Linked DNA regions of Macaca mulatta: region 1 is linked to region 2. The links are chromatin contacts, called in public Hi-C maps. All regions are on one chromosome and are shown on one strand. The core of a region is the stretch at or near the end of the contact, and the rest is flanking DNA. Distances in the headings are between cores, read along the strand shown.

Region 1 (6,486 bases), core at 3,684-6,183, 67 kb before region 2:
CATGGTCAATGCCACTCCTTATATGGCCTGGCGCTTGAAGAGTTAAATAAAGATTTGGGTGGGTCTCTGCCGTTTTGGAGCCTGGAAAGGTGCTTTGACTTGACGTGGGCAGTGTTATTTTAACCATCACTTCCACGGTCCCCTTGTCCCTAAGCTGGTTCACTGGCTCTGGGCAGGCCCTGGTTTGGCACATTGGTTCAGAGGGAGTTAAACTTTTCACAGTTTTCTGGGTTGTTTGCAGTTCAGTCCTGTGCAACATAATGAAAGTTTTCTAGCCATCTGTTGTTAAGCTGGCGGTGAACAAGGCCAGTATATCCAAACAAAGTTCTGGCCTGCTGTAAACTGAACCTGTCAGTTTAGCATAGCTTTGCTGACCCCTCCAAGGAACAGGGCAGCCTTCGGTACCAGGCACTCACCACTTAGAACTTTCAAAGGGGAACTATTTTGGGGGTAGGGGGTAGGGGCCTGTTTACTTTTTTCCTCTGTGTTCCTCTCACTGGCTTGGACTGGTTTATACTTAATCTGTACATGTACAAATGGTTACTGGTTCCCCCTCCTTTTTCAGAGGGAAGGGCATTTCTTCTTAATAGGAGATTATAATTTTTTTTTTTTTTTTGAGACGGACTCTCACTCTGTCGCCAGGCTGGAGTGCAGTGGTGCGATCTCGGCTCACTGCAAGCTCCACCTCCCGGGTTCAAGTGATTCTCCTGCCTTTGCCTCCTGAGCAGCTAGGACTACAGGCACACATCACCACACCCAGCTAATTTTTGTGTTTTTAGTAGAGATGGGGTTTCGCCATGTTGACCAGGATGGTCTCGATCTCTTACGACCTCGTGATCCGCCTACCTCAGCCTCCCAAAGTGCTGGGATTACAGGCATGAGCCACTGTGCCTGGCCGGGGATTATAACTTTTAGAAGAAAGTAGGATTGTCTGGAAATGTATGTGAGGTGGCTGTGATTCAAAGGGAGGTTCTACGCAGTTATTTTTGTTTCATTATTTTGTCTTTCAGTGTCCGGGGAGACAAATAGTCCAGGAAAAGAAGGGCCTATATTTATTACTTAGCTTATATAGTTAAAGTTTTTGTAGCTTTAAGAGAACTTTTCCCCCCTTTCTGCTGCATTTTGTATTTCATCATCAGAAGTTAATATACAGCATAACTTGGCAGAGCAGCAGTTAGACAATACTCCCTGCTGTATGGGGTATTTCGTGCTTCTCTGTTCTCATTTACAAGGTGTATCATTGGCTCTAATTGCCCAGCTTAACCTTAAAATAATTCCATTGTTTTGCCGCATTTTTCCTACTGTAGTGTATGTTTCATTCTCATTTTCTGTTTGGCAGTATTTCCTTGGCTATATATGAAATGCTCCTATACATTTGGATCCTTGAGCTATCTATCTACCTGCCTACCTACCTACCTATCTCAATACCTAACACTTCCCCTAACCTTTGTGGGTTTCCTTTTGTTAATGATACCTTGGAGGTGCTGCTGTATTTTTCTCTTGACCTTGCTATCATGTATTTCTTGTCTAGCGTGGTTACCTTTGTGCCCTGTTAAGAGAGGGCCCTGGGGAGCCATCGTTAAACCCTGGTGTCCATTCCGGATTGTCAAAACATCAAGGAGAATAGCCACTGTTTTTGAATAACTATTTTGGCCACTCTTATGGCCACCTTAGTCTGTCTAGGTGGAAGGAGACCACAGTCCCACACAGCAACAAAGAAACAAGATCCTGAAAGCCTTTAGACAAATGTCTGAAGCACCAGTGTGAGAGGGTTTGGGCTCAACTTCAACTGCAATCAAGAAATGGACAAGGGTCAAGAATTCCATAAATGGGGGTGGGGACAGAAGAGGCAAAGGAATAAACAAGGAGACACCCAAGCCTTCCGTTTAAGGGACAAGGAGTTTTACAGCTGTGAAAAATATTCAATTTAAAATTTAAATGAATGCACTTAATAGGAAATACCATGGAGTCATAATCTGTTTGTAAGTTGACTGACATATAAAGTGCTTTTTTGTTTTAAAGTAAAAAAAAAAATCACACGCACACATACTCAGGGTAGACTTTCGGGTATAAAATGTCAGGTGCAATGTAACATGTACTCAACTCCAAGAGTCAAGCAAATAACCTTGGTATTTAGGACGTTGCCTTTTAGAACATGAAATTGTATTTTGTTGTGTGTCCTTTTTTTTTATTTAGAGGAGGACTACATTAAGAGGTCACCTATTAGCTGTGTTTTTGCTGTCTTAAACTCAGCCCTTCTGTCTATTAAAATCAAACCACTGTGTAAACATTCCCGTGTTGTTCTTGGTCTACAATGGCCACAGGGATCAGGTTTCACCTGCCTGCACATCTTCAAGCAATTAGAGCAATTAGCGTGAAGCCATTTCACATTCAAGGATTCAAGGTCTATGGTGACATTCAAGTCCAGCAGAAGTCTGAAAGGGAGAGGAGGAAGAGGCCCAGAGCGAGACGACTGTTCCATGGCCCTGAGCAGACAATTTCTCTATTAAAAATGGTGGCTCTTTAATGATGTTATTATGAGGTTTTTAAATGACATATCAAAAGTTGTTTATATCACAAAAACCCAACAGTCATTTAATTATACTAATGAAGGTCTTTATACGTGGCAGATTTTTAAAAAAAGATTTCTAATGGCCATGAGAAGTGGAGTGTTGCTGCTCCTTGCATCACAGCGGTGGTGGCGGCATTCTTTGCAGAGGAAGAACCTATTTTATAATATATAAGGGAATCTGCATTTCGTTTTCACGACAAACCTTTCTGTTTTTTGTAAATCGAACAATTGCAACAACACGGAATATTTAGTTGGGGGAAGTTTGGAAATAAGTGTTGAGAGCAACTATGTTTGTTTGCTTTTTTTTTTATGGTTAGAGAACAACCAGGGTGACTTTTACAGATTGAACTAGTACAGTTCAAAGGGAAATCATCGACTTCAGCATATCTGATAGCTGTATAGGCATGGCAGAGGTGTCTTGAAAAAACACTCGTAGGATCCAGTAGGGCTTTGGCTTTGTTTGTTTGTGTTGTTTGTTTTTTGCCTTTGTAACTTAGTTACCCGGGACTCGTTTGCACAAGGCAAATGCTAAACTGATTACAGCTTTTAAAAATTGGCTTGTACATTTTTTAATCCATATTTTAATGTTGGTTTATTATGCAAAAAAGGAGGGGCACTAATTTTAAAAATCCAAGCGTGCTGCAAAAGAAGATCTTGCTTTGCAGTCCCAGAGGGTGCTTGCAATCAGGAATAACCGCGGGCTAAATTATAATGTGGAATTCTGTTGCCCTTTAACCTGATGCTGCCTGTTCACATTCAGTGTTTGTTAACAAACAGCTTTAAGAACAAAATTATTGGGATAATTAGTATTTCATTGTATGCACTGACTTTAATGAAAATAAGAGGCTTTTTTTTTTTTTAATTGCATGTCTCTAAGAAAGTTGTGATAATTCCTTTACAGAACTGCCCTAGTTGGCTTAAAAGCTACTAGGTGTTGAGCTGTTACATATCTGTAGGACAGAACACATCTATTTGTGTGACTGAGGCTGGAACATTTGTGTTCATTCCATAACTAGCCATTTTAGGGAACTGGACTGCTTAGAGCTCTCTAGCCCCATCTCGAACTACTTATAGCTCTTCTGTTGAGAGATGGTTTTCCTGACCGCCCACTTTCATGGCGCCCAGGCTGTGTGCCTTTTGATACTGCAACGCAGAGCAGCTGCAGGGGATGCTAATAAAATGCAGCATGTTGGACACTGAGCAAGGTAAGAGTCTGCCTTTTTCTCCTGGCCCTTGAAAATGGATTGCTAGGAAATCATTTCCTGGTCTCTAACTGGACCAGCTGAGTTAGAGAGGAACATTTGCATTGGATACTCCACCCCTTCCCAAAGTGGAGAAGGCAGGCGTGGAAGCACTGTGAGGCTCAGAAGGGAGATGAGGCAGTAAACCAGATCTTTCCCATTTTTTCCCCCTAGCCTAGTCCTCTGTTTCTATGATCTGCCTTTTGAACTGTTTTTGTGGCTGATCAGTTCCACCTAATATGTCTCTTGATTTCTGCTATTGTAATACTCAGGCGACATGCTGTTCTCTTCATTTTTATAAGCTTTAGATGCTTCTGCCTGTCATTTTCTGGCGGTTTATCTTCAGCGTCTGGATTTGCTTTCAGACTTGAATGTCTATCAAGCTGCCGTTGCTTTGAATGTGAGATCAAAAGAAGATGAATTCCAGTAAAAAATTTCCTTCTATGAAGAAAAGATTGGGGCCTATGTAAACATCCCACTGACAGCTCCCAATGAGTTATTTTAGCCGAGTATTAGCACCTGGATGACAGACAGTCCAGCATTCCACTCTAAATAACAAATCAGTAGCTTCCGTGGCAGAAGAACATTGCCACAAGAGCAATACATTTTCAGAAGGAATCCTTTTCTTCCTTTTTTTTTTTTTTTTTGTTATTGAATATGGCTGTTCAACTCTTCCTCTTATTTTTCAAGCTGACTTGCTGTGCCTTTACCAGTTTACTTTTCTTTACAGTATCTGTTGAATTACTCCGGTGACGGAAGACAGGACAGTGATAATCATTTTGGGGCGGGTTAAGGAGTGTTCCAGTAGGCAAGCTAGGCATCTGGAAATAAACAGGTAGTTTGGTTGATGGTGGAGAAAGAAAATATAAAGGACAGCCAGTCAAAGCCAGATCCAAGGCATATCTCTGGAATACGGGACGATATGTTCTTTAAAAATACATGTGACAAAATCCTCTAAAGTCTGCAAAATCTGAATTTTCTTCTTTTTTTTTTTTTTTTAAAGCATCCTGCCTATGTAAATGTCACCACAAAAATATCTCAAGAGCAGGTTTCCCGAAACCCTGTTGGTGTGTATTTGTCTGCGTGAATGAGCTGTGTTTGGCTAGGGCTTGGTCTAGCCAGGGCACACTGCGTGTGCTGTGTCGCTGCTTGCAGACCTGGAGCGGTTTAGATACGTGTGGCATTAATAGATTTCTTTAAGTGCTAAATGCAACTTTGAAAATTACCTGCAAGCTCCAACTGATCTTTCAACTTTGAAAGTGAAGAATTACTTGAGGAATTCTTGTGGTTTCTTTGTCATTTAGTGAGAGCCCAGCCAGCTACTGTGGAGGCAAACCTCCCTGAGGTTGCCTACAAAGGGCAATGTTCCAGTGTGTTTTCTCTTCGAGTGTGCTTCAGCCGCACAGTACTTCCTGTTTATTCAAACATCTTTTTTACCACTCGGCAACCCCCGCTTCACAGAAACAGCCAGAACCCATCTACAGCAAGAAGACGGAAATCCAAAGGCAGACAGTACGGGCTCCCTTCGCCAAACTCTTCATTTTCTCTGTAAGTGTCCAGAGAAAAAGAAACATTTTTTTTGGTGGGTTAAACTTTTAAACTAGGGATCCGTTCTTGTGCAGACATTCTCCGAAGGGCGAAATAAGATGATCCAACTTGTTTACTGCTTTTTTTCCTCCCCCTTCCCTCCTCTCTCCATCAGAGGCTTTTTTCTTTTTAGAGATTTGAGAGGACCGTCTCCTTCTAACTCCTTGTTTAATTCACTCTTGCTTTCAAATATGTCTTTGGATATAATCAGCTAAGTAAGCAGCCGGGTGGTGTCAGGATAGTTTTATAGGCTGAACGTAGATTGGAACCTCTCTCTGCTTACTGTGACATTGTTTCGCGTTGCCTTCTTTTTCTTCCTGTTATCACAAGTAGTAAGAGAATGTGGGGATGGTGCCTTTGTAATTCTGCATCTACAAAATTGTCCCCTAATGTTTGCATCACGACACCGTCATCATTTGTGAATCAGGCTTGATAATATTTGTACCAATTTCATGCCAATAAAAGTCAGACTGCTGAAACACGCACGGTCATTATCTCATTCATATTCCTATTGTTTCAACGGAGTGGGCTGCAGAGGGAAAGGGAAGCCTGCCTTACTTTCTGTGATGGTTGTTAACTTTGATGTTGGAAGGCTCTTTTCAAAATTTTCCTTGTGGATCATCAGTATGGCAGGAAAAGCCCTTGGACTTGGGCTGCCTCCTGGCTCTTGAGTAGAAGAGCGATCTAACGGCTCTCTTAGTCCTTTCTGTTGAAATGACTTTTTAAACACATGGTTTGACATTTTTTAAAAAGGTTCCACCTTTTCCTGTCTGTAGTCACTCCTTTTGCCTCTCTCCCCTCCCTCCACACCCCCCTTCCCTGACCCCCAACTTCAGTTTAATTGGTAAGCCAGGTGTTAATATTTCTTTTTTAACTATATAGTGGTCAGGGAATAGACAGGGAATGGAAAATTAGCTCTTTTTATCTTAAGAGAATTGTTATTGCTGTGAGCCTTGTTTGCTAGTCCCCAGACTAAATATTTTTAAAATTTAGTGTCTAAAACAGCATCTATTAGAATAGAGAAAGAAATATGGTCTCGGGTTGTCCAAACCTCTCATAGAAGAAACATTTAAATACATAAAATAA
Region 2 (7,061 bases), core at 4,482-6,981:
GGAATGCCAGAAGAAAACTCGAACTGCGAGTCAGCTAAATATACTGTATCGTGAAACCTTAGGGACCACTGAAATGGGAACAGTGGCCCATTAGTGCTAAGAAGGTGTTTTATTGAAAATGCGCCAACATGCTTTCCCTGGAGAGTGAGCAAAAGAAGGCAAGATGCCCAACAGTAATACAGGTTGTTCTCTTAGGCAAGCTAAAATATAAAGTTTGGCACTCCCCTGCCGTGAGCGAGCAGGCAATAGAATAGACGAATGTGCATTTTTACATTAAAAGTGCCATATTTCACTAGGGGTGCCCCCCTTCCTCTCCCCATTTTGTTTAAATGTCTTCATTTATATATTCCAGTTAATAGTTCATTACATGTCCTTTCTCTGTCTGGCTTTAAAAGTTGTCTTTTGAATAAGTTAAAGTAGTCAAAATTTCCTAATCCTGGCAGGCTTGCCAGCAGAGGGCAGGCGTAAAGAAGGTTTTGACATGAGGGTGTGTCAACCTAGGGTCAGAGGAGGGTGGCGTTGCATGGGAGGAAGATGTGTGAGCATTGTTCAGAGGGCAGGATGGGACACGCTCCCTTTGCCTCTTTGCAGGCTTGCTGCACACCACGGATCTCTGGAAAAGCTGACTATACTAAATAAAGGTGGTCAGTTGCCTTTATCTGATATTCAGCGATTTCTACATAATTAAACGTTAAAAAAAAATTAAAATGTAATTTCATTCCCCAAGAGCCATCTTTTCTTTCCCCTTCAGTGCCCCATTTCTGGTTATGCTTAAAAATCGAGGGTTTGCCTGTGGGTGGGCCAAAAATACTGTCACTCTTCGGGAGGGAAATAACAAATCATACTTGGTGGTGGTGGTGGCGGCAATGATTTTTTCCCCCTGATATCTGAAGGATACGGCACTTTGGGACATGCTCTACTGCCCCAAAACATGTACCTTTTCAAGAACTTTGCACACTTCCGTGTAATCTGTTCTAACCTCATGGCAGAAACAGTCCATTAACAAATTTTACATTATGTTAAAACAAGGGATTATGGTTTTATCATAAATGAGAGAGGGTAGTTTATTACTGTTAGTTAGATGCACAGTTAGGAAAGTATGTTGTCATTTTTCTTTTCTGTCATGATTTTGTTTACCTCTGATGCTTATGAATGCTTTTAGAATAGGGGTTTGTTTTTAGGTTGATATTTTCCAAAGCTCATCATACTCATAAGTCACCTGAATGTTGACATGTCATACTGTGTATATACAAATTAACCAGAAGCAGTGACATTATAAAATGTTGCATTACATGAAAATGCAAACGGCAATTTGGAGGATGCATTAAGGGGAATTAAAACTCCTATGGAACAGTGAGAACTCAGTGTTTTCCCCCGGCCAAACTTGCAGGCACAGAAGAAAAACAACATAATTAGCTTCATTGTCAACATACGCATAACAGTGACATAAACAATATCAATATGGAGCTAACTGCCTTAGCTCCCTGTAGATGGATGATGTATTAATTTATATTTTTAAGTAAAAGCACTGCTTAAATCAACACAGAATGGTGGTTCCTTGGAGACAAATCCCCAGATCTCAGGAATGGGGCATTGCTGTTGCAATTTAGTAAGTCTAATTGGCTGCCCCGTTGGCATTCTTTGGAGAAATACTTAAAGCTGTCCTCCTTCTGGGGAGGCGAGCTTCCCTGGGTAGGCCATCAGGCATATTACTGGGCTTACATTTTGTATTCCTGTTGCTTTAGCTTTTTCTCTCCAGCAACAGAATCAGTTGGTTGAATCTCTTTAAGTTCTGTCATTTCAGAGTATGTCCTGGATACTCCATTAAATTAATTGGAAAGGGGAAAGAAAATGTGTGTTGTGTTAACACAAGTGTTGTTCAGAAGAAGACAGCAAACTTGAATTAAGGTTTTGGCCTCTGATCACACAGTTGATTTTTCGCCCCATGCTCATATCCTTTCTGTAGTTATTTCCAAGCAGCTTCTGGCAAAAGCAGGCCTTTTCGTTGTAACTGAGGACCACGTGGGCCAGGGACCATTGCCGTATCAGCCTCACCACAGGGCCATTCATCAGTGTACAGAATAATGTCCTGAGGAGACGCTCCTCCTGACTCTTCCTTTAATACATCTTATCTCCATTCTCAGCTCCGAATGGGCAGTAAAACCTTTCACTTTCTTCTGTGTTCAAGGCTAAGGCTCAGCAGAACCAAATATAATACATGATTTTAGTCCCAGGTGTGTTATTTGGTGGTTAGAGTTTGGTGTGGGATCATAGTAATCTGTTCTTAAGTGCACAGCCAGCTGCACAATGGACTCATTTAGCAACTGACAGGTTTCTTAATATGTGGTGTTTGAACAAGAGCTGTATCTGTTGTGGGTGTTAGGATGTGGGCATCAAAAATATTTTTAAAGTATGGTATTTAGCATTTCCTTTACTCTTCCTTAAACATTGGCCTACCCGTCAATATCCACCACCCCCCCCCCCACCACCACCACCACAGGTATTCATTTTATTTTATTATGGCTTCTCTTTTTCTGTAATTATCCAGTATCTGCTTCCTCTTGAAGGCCTGTAGTATGTTTTATTTTTTAATTTCTTTATTTTTTAAGACAGAGTCTTGCTCTGTTGCCTAGGCTAGAGTGCAGTGGTGCGATCACAGCTTGCTGCAGCCTTGAACTTCTGAGCTCCAGGTGATCCTGCCACCTCAGTCTCCCAAGTTGTTGGGACTATAGGCATGCACAGTCACACGTGGCTCACTGTGTGTGTGTGTGTGTGTGTGTGTGTGTGTGTGTGTATTTTTGGAGACGGAGTCCCACCATGTTGCCCAGGGTGGTCTCAAACCCATGGGCTTAAGCAGTCTTCCTGCCTTGGCCTCCCAAAGTGCTGGGATTATAAGTATGAGCCACTGCACCTGGCCATGTTTAATTCTTAGGAGAAATCACTTTGCTTTTCTAAACCTCAGTTTCCTCCTCTGTACAATGGGGGCTGGAATTTGTGTTCAGATTATGACAACTGCATGAAACTGTTAAAACACCCACAATCCAAAATATTTTTGTTGGCCTTTCTTATTCAGCTTTTCTAAAATGACCTGGCGCTCATAGTGATTAATCAATGGTTTTAACGAAGTCTTATGAGTTACTATTGGTTTTAACATTTTATATTATACTCCAGTTATGGAAGTTCCAGTTCTTCCTGAATCCCAAACACAGGGCAAGTGCACAGGACCACAGGAGTTTAGAATTAACCAAAGTGACCTGGGCATACGTAGTTTATCCAGGTTTATCACTGATGGGACATTTCCTTGCCCAGAAGTAGTCTCTGAGTCACCATATCATCTGTCTGTTTGGAGAGAGGGCAAGATGGGCTCCAGGTGGCTTCTGAGTTAGTGTGCCAAGCCATTTCCCTCTCTCTTTTGTCACCTCCCCCTTATCCAAACCATCAGCCTTTAAATGCCACCTCCCCAAGGGGCCTTCCCAGACCCCTCCTCCTAGTGATCTCCTCCTCCTTTGTGGTCCCATGGTGCTTACAGCCACCACTGTGCAATTTAGTACTTGAGTAAGCACTGCATTGCATCACTCTCTAATTATTTTGTTTAAGGCTTGTCTCCACAGCTGGGTCATGAGCGTCTGTAATGTTTTTTGTTTGCTTGTTTATTGTTTGTTTTGATGCACCTGGAGACTATTAGCTGATAAACACTGACCTGCAAAGGAGTTAGTCCACATTCTAAAAGCATGCATGAGTTTTATAGATGCCTCATGAAGAACGTAGTTTCTAAAATAAAAATACATTGCATATTCAAAGTACATCCCAGTTTTTGTTTATAAACATTAAAACTCAATTTTAATACTTTGGGAAAAAGAAAGTCACTTAGGCGTTTTGAAATGATTCTTTCCACTTTCTCCCTGTACATTGGTTGGACAGCACTTCCTTTATTTTTATTTCCTGCCGTTGGGGCTCTCTGCCAGCCCCTCCGGAAAGAGCACCTTGTCTCTTTAAGAGTCAGAACTCTACTGATAATCAGGGGACTTTCTGGCAGATTTAAGGCCCTTCTACCCCCCAGAAGCGCCCTTGGTTCTCTGTTGAATATTCATGAGAGGGTGGGGTCACATTTTGTGACCTGAAAAAATCCCATTAATAAATTTGGTATCTGACACAAAAACACTTTAGGGTGAAGAGCGATCTGCGCTGTGCCCATTTAACATCTGATCATACGTTGATGGTCACTTCGCGCTTGTCTCTTTTACAGCCAGAGTAAAGAGGGAATTGTCTGCTCCCCGCTGACCCTGTTGAAATTCAGGCATTTGCTTGATTGGAAATATTACCAATATTCTTTATGGTTTGTAGTAACCTGCATTTAATACACCTCACATCAAAATGTACTTTCAAGTAAAACTCCTGGAATTACTGGGTCAGATTTTGTTGCCTTTTTTTTTTTTTTTTTTTTTTTTTGAGGGCAAATAGGTATTCATTGATGTCACATTATTCCTTTTCCTCTAATATTTTGAGAAAAAGAATAAAAATGTGTGTGTGGATTTTGTGTGTGTGTCTTTAAAAAAATATACAGGCCAGGAAGTTTTTCTCCAAGTTTGAAGGTGGTAAATAGGTGATTTTTTAGAGTCGCCGAAACGGACTAGATTAACCTGACGCTTAAATCGTGTCAGTTGAGCCAACAAAGTTTAGCATATTGTTGACTTTTTAAAAAAAACACTGTAACTCAGCTTTCAATAGCCTGAAAGAGCAGTGACTATTTCTAATAGAGAAGGTCATCCTAAAGTGCTTATTGAGAGTAGGTTTTGTTGTTGCTATTGTTGTATAAATAAGAAAGGAATTTAAAGAATTATTTCTTAGCAAACGTGTGGCAGATGCTTTCTTCGGCAGCTGTCGTTCTAGAGGGGAAGTTGCCTGGTTCAGCGACGAGGCACGTTGTTATTTATTTCCACCCCGCGTCGGCTTAGTTTTCCTCGGTGCGCACTGGCACACTTTGGCGAGCCCGACTCTGGGAAAGAAAGGGGTGTGGGGAGGCCGAGGCTCTGTGAAACCCCCGACGTGAAGCGAAAGTTCTCCTCCCAGGGCGGTTTTCGAGGAAAGCGCTTCTCTGCGCTGTCTGGGAGACCCACGTCCCCTCCCGAAGCCGAACAGTTGCTTGGAGCTGTCGGCTTGGCGCCGCCAGCGCCAGGTGCCCCTCTTCGGCCTCCCGGGTTTCTCGGAAAGGTTAGGACAACTCTTTGTCAGTTTCAAAGACGAAACAAACACGCCGCCCCGCCGGCAGCCCCGGCCCCGCAGAGCCCCGGCCAGAGGGAGCGGTGCGCGCCGAGCCCGGCCGACCCAGACGTCAGCCGGAGGCGGGTCACCGGGTTAACAGCTATTAAGTGGAGTTGCTCTCCAGACAAAAGCAGGGTTGCACCCGAGCGTGATTTCACCTGCCGCGCGGAGGGGGCCGGGGCGCGCGGGCGCGGGGCGCGGGCCGCGGAGCCCATTGTGTGGGGCGCGGCGCGGCGCGGCGCGGGGTGTTTAGAGGCGGGTTGTGATTGGTGGAGCAGGGCGGGGCGGGTGGGCGCGGCGCGGCGCGTCTTGTCAGCCCGCGAGCCGGAGCGCCCCTGCGCGCGTGCAGTCCGCCTGCACGCCGAGGCCGCCGGACCCCACGCCCGGCCCGCGCGGGCGCCCCGAGCCCGGCTCCGCGCGCCTGGCGGCTACATGGAGAGTGTCAGGTTGGTCCTTCTGATTGATCTTTGCCGGTTTCGCTCTCCTTCCCCCGGCTCCGCGGCGCCCGCTTCCTGGGGGCCTCGCTGGGGAAGGCAGGAGAGCCCGAGGGTTCTGAAGTTGAGTCTTTTAAAAAATCATCCTCATCCTCGCTGTTTACCAACTTGGGTAGGAGTTGCGCTCTGGAAGTGGAGGCGGGGAGGGAGGAGAGGGGTAAGAAGGAGCTGCAGGCCTGTGGGTCCTGGAGAGAGATCCCCCCCCCACCCTTGCTCTCTGGCTCACACTCTCGCTCTCTTTTTTTAAATGTTCATGGGTGGGGTGTAGTTGAGAGTTGGAGGAAGTCCTGCTTGTGTGTTTCTCTCTCTCTCTTTTTCGTTTGCGATTCATTTTCTGCCGGTCTGGCCTTCACGCAGCCACTTTGGTGAAGCCCTCGCCATCACTCCATTCGGGGGACGTATCTGGGGTGTGATTTCTGTCACTTTCAGAGCGTGTGAAATATACAAGGAGCCTTCCATCTCAATGTAACCCATGTGGATGTTTCTTTGCTTCTGATAGTTTGTTTCTATATCTGTCTAGGCTATTTTCAGCTTAGCTGTTCAAATTCGAGGAGTTCACACACAGTAAAGGGGGAGGGAGAGGCACAGAGCCCCACACCGGAGCAGGCGAGCGAGCGAATGGAACACTCTGGCAGGTTGGGGATTCTAAGCCTCTGTTGCATTACTTGGCTGGTTAATTAAGTAGTGAGCGGGGTTTGGGTTTGGACGTGCAGCAGACTGAGGAATTGCCACGGGGTACTCCCAGCTGAATCGGCTCTGAATGTAGCTAACTCAACTGTCAGAACTGCATGAAAGACGGTCAGTGGAAACGGGACTTTTATTTCCCCCCTCCCCAAGTGTGGTGATGGGAAGGAGAGGACCTTTAGGAAGTGGGTGGTAAAGTTTTAGAGCAAAGTACATATAGACTCTTCCTCTTTGGGATTAACTCCTTCAAGTCCTGACAGTTAAAAGTAAAATATCTAGTAATTTTATATTTTTGTCCAAACAAATCAAATGTTCTAATCAAACCAATTTAAAAATGCAAATCACCTCATTTCCATAGATTCCAGCATTCTAAAAGTGACACATTTGGGGGAAAAATTAAGCCTGATAACAGGAAATGTGAATCATACTATCAATGACTAATCTGCTTAAGAAAAAAAAATAAGTTACATTTATTTTATCATTAGGAAGGCAGTGTTAAGCCAAATTTTTTAAAGTTTAAAGCAAGTGCATTTTTATTTTAAAAGCGGCCCTGTTTTGCTGTTTTTATTTGTTTGTTTTCATATAATGAGTTTTCCAAGAGGAATGTATATATGCAATCAG

The links. Hi-C and Micro-C count contacts between places; a contact is called where the count stands out from the background.
Region 1: a contact with region 2 is called in a Hi-C map of liver, with 3 times the contacts expected there. The contact joins two enhancer-like sites. A contact is called at or near these places in 2 of 14 Hi-C or Micro-C datasets (CD4 T cells and liver).

What each region holds. Positions count from the first base shown.
Region 1 is chr2:134,624,733-134,631,218 of T2T-MMU8v2.0, reverse strand. The region is part of intron 4 of FOXP1 (forkhead box P1); the gene reads left to right. Among named protein-coding and RNA genes, the nearest start is that of FOXP1, 360 kb to the left of the region's middle. Within about 2 kb of position 4,933, at least 22 of the 40 cell types and tissues checked have an H3K27ac peak or open chromatin away from gene starts, as enhancers often do. A contact at or near this core is called in CD4 T cells and liver, where this site is marked.
Region 2 is chr2:134,558,446-134,565,506 of T2T-MMU8v2.0, reverse strand. All of the region lies in intron 5 of FOXP1 (forkhead box P1), which reads left to right. Among named protein-coding and RNA genes, the nearest start is that of FOXP1, 430 kb to the left of the region's middle. Within about 2 kb of position 5,731, at least 24 of the 40 cell types and tissues checked have an H3K27ac peak or open chromatin away from gene starts, as enhancers often do. A contact at or near this core is called in CD4 T cells and liver, where this site is marked.